Linked DNA regions of Mus musculus: region 1 is linked to region 2. A link is a contact called in public Micro-C data. All regions are on one chromosome and are shown on one strand. Each heading gives the region's core, a stretch centred on a gene start, on an enhancer-like site or on the middle of the called end of the contact. The rest is flanking DNA. Distances are from core to core; before and after follow the strand shown.

Region 1 (4,137 bases), core at 501-3,000, 100 kb after region 2:
CACATTAGATACCATTTCCTTCTCACTCTGGGGGGCATCTTTTCTCTGTGTCCTTACTGTAAGTATTCCACTTCACACGTTTTGATAGCTGCAGATATCAAATATTCTTTGACATAATTTCTTTATATTATGAGATTTGGGCTTTGAAGAAATGGAAGTTGTATTGTGGTCTTCTCTGCTTAATCAAATATTTACATTATATTTATATTATAGTGAATATATACTGCTAAATATTATAAATTTACACCTATCCCTTATAGGAACTGTTCAAAAGTATCATTGAGGTAACAGATGGTTATTTATTAGGTAAAATGGTTACAATTTCTCTGTGCCCTAGTAAAACCCTGTCTCAAGATAAAACAAAGCAACACAATAGCAATGGCCATCCAGATGATTCAGAGGGTAAAGGCACTTGCTGCCTATCCTACTGACGCTTGGACCCACATGGTAGGACAGAACTGTGCCAAGTTGTCCTCTGACCTGCTATGGCTTGTGCACATGTATACACACACACATGCTCTCTCTCTCTCTCTCTCTCTCTCTCTCTCTCTCTCTCTCTCTCTCTCTCTCTCACACACACACACACACACACACACACACACACACACACACCAAAACAAACAAAAAAAGTGTAAAGATTGATGGTGCCCCCAAATGCTGACAGTGCTTATCTCTAGAAAAAGGAATTTATTTCTTGTTTTGCTTTCTCTTCCACTTATACATTTTCTGCCACCAGCACATATCATCTTTGATTCTGAACAGAATGCTTTTCAATCTTTTAATCAGATAAAGAAATCAATATATTTTCCTCCAAACAAATCAGAGAGCCGGACAGAATTGGCAAATGCTAATGTCGTTGATCAACCCCTGCCTACAATTAACAGTGGGTGTTAGCTCAGGGCTCCCTCACCCTGGCTCCCCACAGGGAGACCTCCTTGTGCTGGCAGGGCAAAGGATGAGGCCAGATAACAGTCTGTAGACATGCCTTTGATGTCCTCGGCCTTCCCTGGGACAGCAGACCAGGGGAAACAAAAGCCCATTCTGCAGCTTTGGCCACAGCCGGACCCCAGGCTCCCCACCTTTTAATACTGCTGGGCTCTCTGGTATGACCTCTGCCCCCACACACAAAGGCCTCATTCAGCAGCATGGCCAGCCATGTTGAAAATTCTCTCCAGATTCAGCCATTGAGAGAATTTTTGTTTCCAAACTAGCTTTGTCTTTCCATGACTCAACTGGACTGAGAAAGGGGTTTTGGAATGAATTGCCAAAAAAAAAAAAAAAAAAAAAAAAAAAAAAAAGATAATTTCTTCCAAAATAATTTAGGGTTCACAAGAATTTTTTCAGGACAAGAAAATTTCAGATACAGTTTGCATAATTGTATTTTTTTCCTTAATTTCTCCAGTGAGCACATCTGTGTATTAGAACATTTTTTAAAGTTATCAGTATCCTTAACAAATGGAAACTCACATTTCCCAGACTGCATTTAAATTCCACATATTGGCTACCCAGGTTTCTAAACCCAACTTCTCAAACCTCTTCAGTGGGTGGGGAGGTCTGATAGGAGCTGATAGCTAAAATTGGCCAGCAGTTTAGGCAAGGCAGTCCCTGAAGGAGCCCAGGCAGGTCATGCCCCATACCAACCACAAGGTTAACTTCACCCTACAGGTCAGGGTGCCCCAGATCAGCCTAGGATACTGCAGGCTGCCAGACGCCATCAGCACAGCCAGTCCGTCTGCCCTGACTCATATCCCCACTCAGCTACTGCACAATCTTGACTCACAGTGTCCTAAAGCTGACTGTATTCATGGCTATCTGGATGCCTAGAGTTACCTTAAAAACACATCTACAGCAACAACTTTGGTTTTTTTGAGACGAGGGGCTCGGGTAGCCCAGGCTAGCCTCAAATCCTCTGTGTAGCCAAAGATGCTCTTGAACTGCTGATTTCCTGCCTCCACCTCCAGCCTGCCCAGTTCACAGGCATACGCCATACACACGGTTTATGCTGGGGGTGGAGCCCAGTGCTCTGTCAATTTCTCTCTCCTCCAGTTCAAAGAAAGATCAACTCTGACCATCTTAGAAATCAGCTCGAAAGCAATTCAGCGGAGGTGAGGAAGCTTTTCCAACAAACGGTACTGGAACAACCCAGCAAGGAAGTGAACCTGGACCTAAACCACAGCACCTTTAACAACAGTTGACTCCCAGAGGCCCACAGACTCAAAGAAAGCATGTGACCAGAATGCAGTTCTTTAAATAATAGAATGTTTTTGTGAACTAGAGTTAGTCAAAGAGCTTATTAATTTAACATCAAAAGCATATTACACAAACACACTTATAGATGCACACACAGACATACATATACAAGCATACAGAGATACACAGATACACACAGATAGATGATAGATACACACACAGAGAGACACACAGACATACATATACAAATACCCGCACAGAGAGACACATAGATACACACATTCAGACATATATATATATATATATATATACAAATACACATACATATATAGACACACAGACAAAGGCACACACAGAGAAACATTTATATACAAACACACACACAATATAGATACACAGACATACATATACAAAAACCCACACAAAGAGACACACAAACAAATATATATATTCAAATACACACACAGACACAAACACACACATAGGGGTACATGCAAACATACATATATAAGTACCCACACAGAGAGGTACACAGATACACACACTCAGACATATATATACAAATACACTCACATAGAGACACATAGACACACATAGAGGCACATGCAGACATATATATATATATATATATATATATATATATATATATATATATATACACACACACACACACACACACACACAAATACATACACAGAGAGACACACAGTTACACAGACACACATAGGGGCACACGCAGACATACATATACAAATACACACACACAGCTGATACACTAGACTTTAATAAGAATTCTGCTCTGCCAAAGCCCATGCTAAGAAAATGAAGAAACAAGGCACACGTGGAAGGAGACGCTCACAAAGTATGCATCCAGGGGAGAGCAAAGCCCAACAGTGCAATCAGAAAGTGGGCCAAAGGTGTGAAGTGTCACTTTACTAAAGCAGAAAGGATAGACAGCAGAGAACCTGGAGAGGGGGCAAGAGGGATCGCTTAGGGGTTCAGAGAGCTTGTGGCTTATACAGAGGACCTAAGTTTAGTTCCCAGCACCCACAGATGGCAGCTCACAACCACCAATCCCAAAGGGATCCAATGCCCTCTTCTGGCCTCTGTGGACACCCTCACATATGTAGTATACACACATACATAAAAACAAACCTTTTAAAAGGACAATAAGACACCACCACATACCTTGCAGAAAGGCTAAGTGGGAAGTGGTAATACCAAAGACTGACAAAGACGCAGAGACCCTAGAACCTTGTGCCTAGCTATGAGGATATAAAGGAACACGGTCACACTGGCACACTACTTCACAACTTCTCATAAAATTAACCATGTAGGGGTTGGGAGATGGCTCAGAGGTTTAGAGCACTGACTGCTCTCCCAGAGGACTGAGGCTTGAGTCCCAGTACCCACATGGTGACTCACAACCATCTGTAACTCCAGTTCCAGAGGATTTGATGTCCTCTTCTGGCCTCTGCAAGCACCTGACCTGAATGTAGCACACAGACATATGTGCAGACCAAAATACACAGACACGCACATTAAAATTTTTAATTAAAAAAGTAAGCATGGAAGTAACATAAAACCTAGCAATGATGACCTTAAGTATTGCCCTAATTGGGGTTACTATTGCTATGATAAAATACCATGACCAAAAGCAAGTTGGGGAGGAAAGGGTTTATTTGGCTTACACTTCCATTGCTGAAGGAATTCAGGGCAGAAACTTAAACAGGACAGGCATCTGGAGGCAGGAGCTGATGAAGAGGCCATGGAGGGATGCTGCTTACTAACTTGCTTCCCCATGACTTGCTCAGTCGACATTGTTATAGAACCCAGGACCACCAGCCCAAAGGAGGACCCGCCTACGGTGAACTGGGCCCTCCCCCATCAATCACTGGTTAAGAAAAAGCCCTACAGGCTTCCCTCAGGTGGTGGGAACACCTGATC
Region 2 (4,228 bases), core at 498-2,997:
CTAATGTGTAGTCTAAGCTAACCCTAAACTCTTGATCCTCCTGCCCCAGCCTCCTGAGTGCTGGAATTACAGGTGTGTACTACCACGCCCTAGTTCATAGGTAAGCTGTTTTCCCTGGCATGACATTTACTATATTTTCTCAGGCTACACTAATAATCCCACTAGATACTCCCAGCATTGTTAGCTAAGGCTGCCCTCATATACCACAGAAGTCAGTTTCCCTGAGGAGAAAGAAGACACTGAGGACAGGGGAACATATATATCTATTTGGTGACAAGTTCATAACTAGAAATGCACATCTTTTACCCTCCACTAACCAAACTTTTTTTTTTAACATGGCTATGTTAATTCTTTTTTTTTTTTTAGATTCTTTTTTTTCCCATTTTTTATTAGGTATTTAGCTCATTTACATTTCCAATGCTATACCAAAAGTCCCCCATACCCACCCACCTCCACTCCCCTACCCACCCACTCCCCCTTTTTGGCCCTGGCGTTCCCCTGTACTGGGGCATATAAAATTTGCATGTCCAATGGGCCTCTCTTTCCAGTGATGGCCGACTAGGCCCTCTTTTGATACATATGCAGCTAGAGTCAAGAGCTCCGGGGTACTGGTTAGTTCATAATGTTGTTCCACCTATAGGGTTGCAGATCCCTTTAGCTCCTTGGGTTCTTTCTCTAGCTCCTCCATTGGGAGCCCTGTGATCCATCCATTAGCTGACTGTGAGCATCTACTTCTGTGTTTGCTAGGCCCCGGCATAGTCTTACAAGAGACAGCTACATCTGGGTCCTTTCGATAAAATCTTGCTAGTGTATGCAATGGTGTCAGCGTTTGGATGCTGATTATGGGGTGGATCCCTGGATATAGCAGTCTCTACATGGTCCATCCTTTCATCTCAGCTCCAAACTTTGTCTCTGTAACTTCTTCCATGGGTGTTTTGTTCCCAATTCTAAGGAGGGGCATAGTGTCCACACTTCAGTCTTCATTCTTCTTGAGTTTCATGTGTTTAGCAAATTGTATCTTATATCTTGAGAATCCTAGGTTTGGGGCTAATATCCACTTAACTTTTAACGTATCTCAATCACAAGAAGTTCCTGGGGCTCTCATGAACTCTGTGGTAGTTCCTTCCTTCAACCTGCAGAGAGCAGTGTCGGGGCTGAACCAGATTCTGGTAAGTTGCTCACTTAATACCAAATAGCATCGCTAACAGGATATATCTCAAGCCAGCTGATTTCTAATAATACATAAGAAGCAATGTAGCCTATGCACTTTGGACAAGAGTGAAGTAAGACATCCAGTGTAGCCTCACTCTGTGTGTGTGTGTGTGTGTGTGTGTGTGTGTGTGTGTGTGTGTGTTATTACCCATGTGTTCACATGCCCGCATAGGTGCATGTAGAAGCTAGAGGTTGACCAGATGTCTTCCTCAAGAGTTTTTTTTTTTTTTCCATTTTATTTTTTGAGATAGGATCTTGCCTGAATTTGAAGCTCACCAATTGGATAGATGGGCTAATCAGCAGGCCCCTGAGATCTACCTGTCTCAACTGACTCCCTTAGCTACAGACATGCACTGGCATGCTCATCTTTTTACTTGGATGCTGGGGATCTGAGCTCAGGTCTTCATGTGTGGGCATCAAGCACTTCGCCAACTGAAGCTGTCTCCCTAGCCCCTGACCTTCACTCTTGATGGTCTGAGGGTGTGAACAAATCAGACTGGCGTCCTCATACTTCGGGTCATGAATGATGTAATCAAAAGGCATCTTCTGGAAGAGCTCCAGGTCTGGCCAGGGGTCGGCCAGCTGGAGGTAACGCCACTCCGATTCCTCTCGGAAGCCTGTGAGATTGGCAGGAAAAGAGACACATGAGAAACGAGATGTAAGGCTGGGTTATTTAACTGTGCCCAAGGATGGCGTGTGGAACCTAATCACTGTCAATCTACAGCTTTTGGGGGACCTCTACTATATCTAAAAAGCTTCTGACATGGCTATATTTCAGGATGGCTCTAATAGGACAAGGTCATGCACTGAGATATGTCTCCACTCAGGTGAATAGCCTTCACTCTGTCTCATGTAGATGCAGGTCTGCTCTCTGCTCCATACACTGGCTTCCAATCCTCCACAATCCTGAGCCTTGGGCTCATGCTGCCTTCTAGAAACACCTATTTTATGCACAGCTCGAGCTTGTGCTTGTGGTACCTGTGCAAGTCTCTTTCTTACTCTATCATCTAAGCCACCCCAGCCAGTGTGACTCAGTTGGTGTCGCTCTACCTCTAGAAAGTACTTGAGCTACGGCTTTCCACAGCAAAGATCAGCGACACTCACAACATAACCCACATTTTACACTTGCCAGCAGTCTCTTAGACTAAGCTTGGTTCAGCCTTCTGGTACTCATCAAGATTAGCCAGCCAAAAAACTAATTGGTCCAGTTCCAATTACATGATAGATTGATAGCCTATATTATGGTGAATGTGTACTATAGAGAAGGTTATAGGTGCCAATTTAAGTATATACCATATACCTGGGCAGTAGACATGACCACAAGGAGGAAGGAATTTACCAGACCTTTAATAGGCACTTCATACCCATGAAAGAGGAAGTATCGACAGTTTGCAAAGAAAACAAACAAACAAACAAAACAACAACAACAACAACAACAATAAACCCCGATGTAATAGAGTAGTTAAGAAAACACCCATTCAGGTTTGATGAAGTGTGTTCAAATCCTGTCTTCATCACTGTTCTATCCAAGAAAGCAAGGTGACAGACACTCAACAGCTCCTGGTGTGGGAAAACCACAGAAACTACAAGGAGAGGGCTGGATGGGAATACTGGATCAAAGATTTTCCTGATCAAGCTCAGGCTCAGATAGTGCTCACAGGAGTTTCCTGACTCCAGTGTGGTGCAGCTGGTGACCTCTGCATGGCAGTCAATTCCCCCTACACAAGGGCACAGGTATGTTTGCAGGACAAGTCCATATGGGAACGATATGGATGCATTATGAACAGGATGAGGGGGGAAACAGTGTGTACTTTATCATCAGCACAGGGCATATGCAGAAAGATGTTTGCCTTCCTCCAATCAAATCTACTCAGAAAACAGGATTCAGACACCTTCTTCTCCCAGTATATACAGTTCTTTCTCCCCTAAATGTTGTCCTGGATATTTGGTTGTCTTAGCTGGGGGACCCTCCCTGATAAAGAACTCCACATTCTACAGGCCATGAACCAGTGAAGCCCAGTTCCTGCTTTGGTACTGCTTAGCTCGGCTCCTAACATAAGAGGTCAATAGCCTAGCTCACAGGGCTGCTGTATTGAAGATCAAATGGAGATAGAATCTATCACAGTGTTTGACACATGGAAAGTAGTCAATAAGTAAGCCTGGATTGTTTCAGCATTAGTAACTCTATCCTTACAAAATTCTATATTAAGAATCATTCTATATGAAGGAAAAAATGACTACAAGAAAGAAAAGACCCTTGGGACAAGCCAAACTGTGAACCTGAGAACCCATTCTGATAGGCGGAAGGAGACACAGTTACCATGGCCACTGACAAAGGTCGAAGGATACTTGCCCAAGCCCAAGGGTCACCAGACACAACTCACTGGTATTGATCTCTTCTTCGTCGTAAACATCCACTTCTGTCAGCCGAATCAGCATCCTGGACAAGATACTGAGGAACTGCAGGTAGGCACCTGTCTTCCCAATCTGTGAAGACACTAGAATCAGAGCCCAGAGATAGGAAGCCTGTCCCCGTGCTGAACACCAACCAGAACATCCTCCTGCCTCCTGAAGTCTCCTGGAAAGGCACATCATAGCAATGAGAACCATGTGGGTGCACGGCATTCACCAATGCATTGAACAAAGCAAGGATATGTACTAGATCTGCCTTCATCCAGGGACATGGCATGTGCATGCATACATGTGTGCACATGTGTGTGTGTGTGTATGTGTGTGTGTATGTGCATATACACACGAAATAAAATTATTGACAAAGGACCAACGATCAATGGTCATATTCAATAGGCTCAATCTTACTATCGCACTTGTGCATGTTCATGCATGTAAAGGCCAGAGGTCAACCTTGGTTGTCACTCTTCAGATACCATCCACCTCAGTTTTTGACATAGAGTCTCTCCATTGGCCTAGAACTCACTAATTATGCTAGGCTATCCCAGGGAGCCTCCTGTCTCTACCTCCTCAGTACCGTGATTACAGGTGTCAATCCCAGGCCTGG

What was found. A called contact is a pair of places that touch in the nucleus more often than the background predicts.
Region 1: a contact with region 2 is called in a Micro-C map of granulosa cells, with 2.2 times the contacts expected there. The contact joins two enhancer-like sites. A contact is called at or near these places in 10 of 39 promoter capture datasets (3T3-L1-derived adipocytes, the HPC-7 cell line, embryonic stem cells and 4 more), 1 of 484 Hi-C or Micro-C datasets (granulosa cells), 1 of 115 datasets of contacts at active chromatin or transcription factors (stem cell-derived neural progenitor cells) and 3 of 9 other capture datasets (adipose tissue, liver and pancreatic islet).

Annotation. Positions count from the first base shown.
Region 1 is chr12:16,788,946-16,793,082 of GRCm38.p6, forward strand. All of the region lies in intron 1 of Greb1 (gene regulated by estrogen in breast cancer protein), which reads right to left. Among named protein-coding and RNA genes, the nearest start is that of Greb1, 9.9 kb to the right of the region's middle. Within about 2 kb of position 1,751, at least 73 of the 459 cell types and tissues checked have an H3K27ac peak or open chromatin away from gene starts, as enhancers often do. A contact at or near this core is called in granulosa cells, where this site is marked.
Region 2 is chr12:16,689,089-16,693,316 of GRCm38.p6, forward strand. It overlaps Greb1 (gene regulated by estrogen in breast cancer protein), which reads right to left. Exons shown (of 35, transcript NM_015764.4): 25 at 3,597-3,699; 26 at 1,671-1,829. Among named protein-coding and RNA genes, the nearest start is that of Ntsr2, 38 kb to the left of the region's middle. Within about 2 kb of position 1,748, at least 1 of the 459 cell types and tissues checked has an H3K27ac peak or open chromatin away from gene starts, as enhancers often do. A contact at or near this core is called in granulosa cells, where this site is marked.